2 separate regions of the Zea mays genome follow, and region 1 is linked to region 2. A link is a contact called in public Hi-C data. All regions are on one chromosome and are shown on one strand. The core of a region is the stretch at or near the end of the contact, and the rest is flanking DNA. Distances in the headings are between cores, read along the strand shown. Region 1 overlaps LOC103656035 (protein ILITYHIA). Region 2 holds the start of sbp20 (SBP-transcription factor 20).

Region 1 (2,700 bases), core at 64-2,563, 170 kb before region 2:
TTAAAAGTGCAAATGCCTAAAGGTATCCACCACAACCACATCGTGATCATTTAAAAGCAGCTTATCATTTCAGCAGCTTCTCAGAATACACTAAAAGCAGTTAACAAGCAGAAGCTGCTTTTCACCAGCTTATCAGATAAGCTGCTTTTTCAACAAGCAGCAGCTGTACCAAACAGGGCCTAAATAACGTCAACTCAGTGACAGTGAAGCCAAAAGTCTAAAGTGAGCCAGCCGATTTTTTATACTAAAGGGGTTGATACGCCTAAGTGGTGGTGAATTAAAAAAACTTAAAAACTTATTATCTAAGTCTAGATATTCATTCGGATATTATCCGACACAAATCCCAACTCGATAATATTTGCATTAATATCCGATGCCCAACTCGATAATATTTGCATTAATATCCAATGAGAAAATATGAAAACAAACATGGAACCAGTAATATACGTCCGATTACATTCCTATCCACATTGACGCCGCTCAGAGCAGTCTGTTCGTGGACTCCAGCGTTCAGGTACAGAGCAGAGAGCATGCTCAACAAGATGCCCAACGAGCTGTCCAGGGAAGGGCCTACCTTGCCCAAGGAGATCAACTGGGAGGAAGATGTGGTACGAACAATACTCGACGATATGATACTATATGGTATGCGTGGCTTACATTGACATGCGTTATCGTTGAACTGGGTGGTTGTGCTGTGCTCAAACTAACGAATCAGTCCTTGGTTGCAATACAACTTGTGTCCTGGAAATTGGTCCATTCAAATTGAGGTGAATATAAGTTCCGGGTCCGAACTATCTGGGAAAAACTGGGTAGACAGACTTCTTAGATTGAATAACTCACCATTGTTTGTCGATTTGCAAACGTTGTCACTTTTACCTGTTTGTTGTCAAAAAGGATGTACACAAAATGGGCCAGACAGAAAAAATGACCCCACATTCCGCTATCAATGTAGCTAACTATATGTAAAGATCATAACAACTGAACCGAAAAAAGATTGCTGTTGAGTAGAGTCTATGTCCTCTTGTCATCATCGCTGCTCTCACTACCATCACTGCAGAGGAGGAAAAGGAACAGAAAATTGTAATTGTCGATCCAACTCAATGAAACATGACAGCATCGCAAGCATACCTGTCCACGTCAAGCTTTGCGATTTTCTTCACTTCCAAGCCAGTCATCCCGAGGTACTTTTGTGCTGCTGTAACATTATCTGGCCCTGGAAATGGAGGCGGTAACGTTAAACAGTTCCTATCAGACAACCAAGTGCACAATAGCTATCCAAGTTTACAATAATCTTACCAAAAGCTCGTCATAAAGCTCATTACAAAGAGAACAGCGCTTGATAAGAAACGGTATCACATAGTAGCAGTAGGAAACAGAGAACAAGAAATGGAAGTACCTTTCGTTAACTGGAAAACATGAAGGGCGCAGCGTTCCGCAGCTAGACGTACAGGCATGCTAGAGTCCTTCAAAGCTTCAGCAATTGCCGGGCCCAATATAGAGTGATGTGTAGCAAGAGCTGAATGATTTGTCTACAGGAAGGAATCATTAAATTACCACCATGTCACCATGAATTAAGATACCACGTACATTGAGATAAAGAGGCTCCAATGATAAAACCTTTGCAGCAGCTTTGATACACGACAAAGATCTTCTCCTAACTTCACTTGAATCATCACGCAAGGCCAAGATAAGCAGCTGAACAAGTTGCAAGGTGCCAGCTTCTGGCTGTAGCTCAAAACAGAGTATCTTTCCCAGAGTTCTTGTAGCAACTTCACGAACAGGGAACTTCACACAGCACAGATAAGAGTTACAGACACCACAATAATAATTACAAACAAACGAGGCTTCTAACTTGATCCAATCAATACCTTGTCGTCTTTGAGAGAACCTTTCAAAAGATCGACCAGAGATGGAAAGGATGCCAAATGACACAATTTTGATGGAGAATGCATTGATATGTATGAGAACGATAACAAAGCACCATGTCTGGTACACCAGTCTGATGAAGTGCTCATGTTCAATAGGATTTGCACCAAATCTGAAATCTCTGTCTCCTCCATGTACTGTAAAGAAAGCATGGATATTACAGTCAATAAATGCAACTATTAGAGTAAGGGGCGTTTGGATCCATTTATTTTAGAGGAATTGAAATCCACTTAAGGCCTTGTTCGGTTTGAGGGGGATTAAATCCCTTCCTATTCAATTTTGAATAGGGAGGGATTTAGGGGCTGTTTGGTTCTATACCTATGGTGCAAAAAATTGTCACACAATTTTATGCCACACTTGCCTAAGGTGCCTAAGGTTAGACACTCAAATTTTGCGCCACAGTTTACCACGCCTAAGAGAATCTTGCAACACTTTTATTAGTCATTGACGAGTGGGACCTACGTAGCAGGAGAAAAATCTTGCCACAACTATGGCTTCAAACCAAACACATGCCTAACTTGGTCAAACTTGTCTAACCTTAGGCGTGGCAAACTATGACAAGTTAGGCAGCAAACCAAACAGCCCCTTAATCCCCCTCAATCCACCTCTAACCGAACAAGCCCTAATAGTGTGGGCTATTTAGCTTGGAATTTGACATTCCACCACTTTTCAAAGTTTAAATATAAGTCTATCTCAAATCCATATGGTGGGAAATGGAAATTAATTTTATGCATCACCAGGATATGTAATATGTTTCCACTTTTCGGGTTAGGC
Region 2 (2,700 bases), core at 9-2,508:
GCTACGCAAATGCGCAACGGGGCCAGGGCCACCGAGAGCACTACGAGCGAGGCCAGGGACGTACAGACAGACAGGCAGGCAGACAGTTCAGATCTGATGAGCCTGCACTGCACCTTGAATGACCAGGAACAGGCCGGGAGGCACCCAGATCTCGTGGCGCCCGAGTTTACAGGGTCGCAGCCCTTTGCTGAACCGTTAAATTAACAACAAAAAACGCAGGGCCAGGAGCATCTCGTACGCCAAGAAGTCAGATTTGCAGCACAGCACATTACACGCGCAAGTGGCCTCATGCATATATGGCACCAGCAATGGCAGCAAACCCCTTTGAGTTCAGCTGTGTGAGTGTGAGTGTGTGACGGAGACGAGGGGGGCTTGGCTGGTTGTGGTTGCTGTCGTTTCGGAATCTGGATTTATTAGGAGACAGGCGCCCGTGCGCCTGTCGTCCCGGAGTTTACGGGCGTGTTCGGCTGGCTGCAAGCCGACACTGTTGCAGCTGTTTGGACTGCTGCAGCTGCAATCCATAGAGAGAAAAATACTGTAGAAGCCGCAGCCGCAGCCGGATTGCAGCCGCAGCAAGCCGCAGCGAACAAGCTGTACGCCTTCTGCTTCCCGGTCGTTTTCGACAAACGGCGGCTTCTCCTGCTGGTCGCATCTCTCTCTCTCTGTTCCCGTCCCAGATGGCGAGGGTCGCCACTGTTGTCGATCCACTCATGTCCACCACTCTTTTAGCTGGAGGAGTACAGCGGCACAGTGCGGAGGCGCCACTCTCTACGATCCTTCCATAAGTGGCAACACGAGCCTTGCCATCAGGGTCCTGGAAATCCGGCAAGAAAAGGAGGGGCAGGGTCCTTTCGTGGCACTGGACTCGTCGCACGTACGGCACTGGCTGGCCACCCGTGGACGTGGCGTAGTAGTGGTGGGCTAGTGGCCGCCCGCCGTAGGACGGTGGGGTGGGGGTAGCTGGAAGAAGATCCGAGGCAGCTGCCAGTGGTTTCTGTAACATGCAGCCGCAGCAGCAGTAACTAGTGAGCCCTACCAGTACCAGTGCCTGCGCTGTGCTTGGGGGTCAGGGACGGCCATGTGCCTTTCTGCCATGCCATGGTGGTTGTGGCTGCGGAGGAGGCAGCCCGCAGCCAGAGCCCAGAGCCAGCAGCCAGCCACTGCAGAGCGATGGACAGAGAGAGAGAGAGAGAATGAGAGATGGATGCAAAAGCAAAACAAAAGGCCGGCCATATCGCGCGTACTGTACTGCTGTGTCGATAATTGGGGGAGTCTTGTCTTCCTCATCTGCTCCCCTTTCCTCGCCGCTCTGCCTCGCCTTTTGGGTTTCTGAGAGGCGCTGCGCTGGTTTGCCTTCCCCACTGCTCGCTCTGCCGGTCGCCGCCGTGGAAGAGCTACACCACGACGAGACACAGGTTCTCTCGACCCGTCATCACCCACAGCGAGGTGAGATTCTCGCTAAAAGATCGGGCGGACGGAGGGCGTGGCGGCGGTTGCCAGTTACCTGCTGCCACGATGCCGCCGGAGGCCCGGAGTTGCTGTTGACGACTTGGCGATGCTGTGGTTTCCAGGCTGAGCGGAGAGGAGACGAAGAGAGGAACAGGGTACACAGATCTCAAGAAGCTCCATGAGGGCGAACCTGTGCCCCGGCGCGCGAGGCTGAGCTTCTTGCACGCTGCGCCCACCCCGAGCTCGCCGATGCGCCGCCGCCGCAGCAGCCGCAGCCACGGCTGTCCAGCCGGCGTGCTGACCTGACGCGGACTGACCTAGACGCAGGTTGCCCTGTCCGTTCCCTTTTTTTTCTGGTGAGTACTTTGGCCTTGCCTTTTGCTGCAGCGCCTTGACTGGCGTACTCGTGGGTGTGGGTTATGTTCCCTTGCCTCTCTCTCTTGGTGCTGCTACACTATGTTCTGTTCTTGCCGTGATCGACGATTCCTCTGTTAAAAGTTCAACGGTTCTGTTCTTGCAACCTCGCGTACTTACCCTGCGAACCTAATCATGATGCATAACTGAGTGCCCCAGCCCCCAGATATGCTTGTTCTTACCCGAACCCTTTCTGCTCTTTAACCTGCTTCTCTCTTCCTTTTTGTTGTTGTTGTTGTTGTTGTTTCAGAGTTAGCCGCTTCGGCAGGCAAGTAGGACGAGGAGCAGCAGCTCAGATTTCGGATCCTGGCACTGGCAACTGGCATGGGCTCGTTTGGGATGGACATGGACTGGAACCAGAAGGCCTCCGTGCTGCTGTGGGACTGGGAGAACCTGCCGCCCGCAGCCGCAAACGGGAGCGAGAGCCACAGGACGACCGCTGCCGCGCCTCAGTTCGCGGGCCTTGAGGCCACAGGGCATGAACCGGCGCCTTCTTCCGTATCCTCGTCAATCCATTCTCTGCCCAGTGCCAAGGGGAACAAGAACAAGAACAACATGGAGCTCATCAGTTTCGCACCTGCCAAAGCGCCCGACAAGGACACTGGTTCGGTGCTCAGCAGCGGAGAGCCGGTGGTGCTAGGCCTGAAGCTTGGCAAGAGAACGTATTTCGAAGATGGTTGTGGACTAGGGCAGAGCGGCAAGAGTTCGGCGGCGTTAGGCACTGCCAGTGCAGCGACCCCTCCGGGTCCTGCGAAGAAGGCGAAGGCGGCGGCGGCGGCTCCAACCGCGCAGCAGCAGAAATCGTACTGCCAGGTTGAAGGCTGCAGGACCGATCTG

The links. Hi-C and Micro-C count contacts between places; a contact is called where the count stands out from the background.
Region 1: a Hi-C map of root tip shows a contact between it and region 2, with 5 times the contacts expected there. The contact joins the enhancer-like site here to the promoter of sbp20 in region 2. A contact is called at or near these places in 4 of 25 Hi-C or Micro-C datasets (ear, leaf, root tip and 1 more).

The regions. Positions count from the first base shown.
Region 1 is chr4:246,562,719-246,565,418 of Zm-B73-REFERENCE-NAM-5.0, reverse strand. LOC103656035 (protein ILITYHIA) reads right to left here. Exons shown (of 61, transcript XR_002269368.3): 56 at 1,869-2,063; 57 at 1,618-1,785; 58 at 1,397-1,529; 59 at 1,129-1,213; 60 at 841-1,051; 61 at 338-741. Among protein-coding and RNA genes, the nearest start is that of LOC100274330, 6.9 kb to the left of the region's middle. Within about 2 kb of position 1,313, at least 3 of the 20 cell types and tissues checked have an H3K27ac peak or open chromatin away from gene starts, as enhancers often do. A contact at or near this core is called in root tip, where this site is marked.
Region 2 is chr4:246,389,101-246,391,800 of Zm-B73-REFERENCE-NAM-5.0, reverse strand. sbp20 (SBP-transcription factor 20) reads left to right here and starts at 1,258. Exons shown (of 6, transcript NM_001175227.1): 1 at 1,258-1,446; 2 at 1,572-1,805; 3 at 2,114-2,700. The coding sequence starts at 2,188. LOC103656034 (a long non-coding RNA gene) reads right to left here and starts at 1,394. Exons shown (of 2, transcript XR_004857988.1): 1 at 1,245-1,394.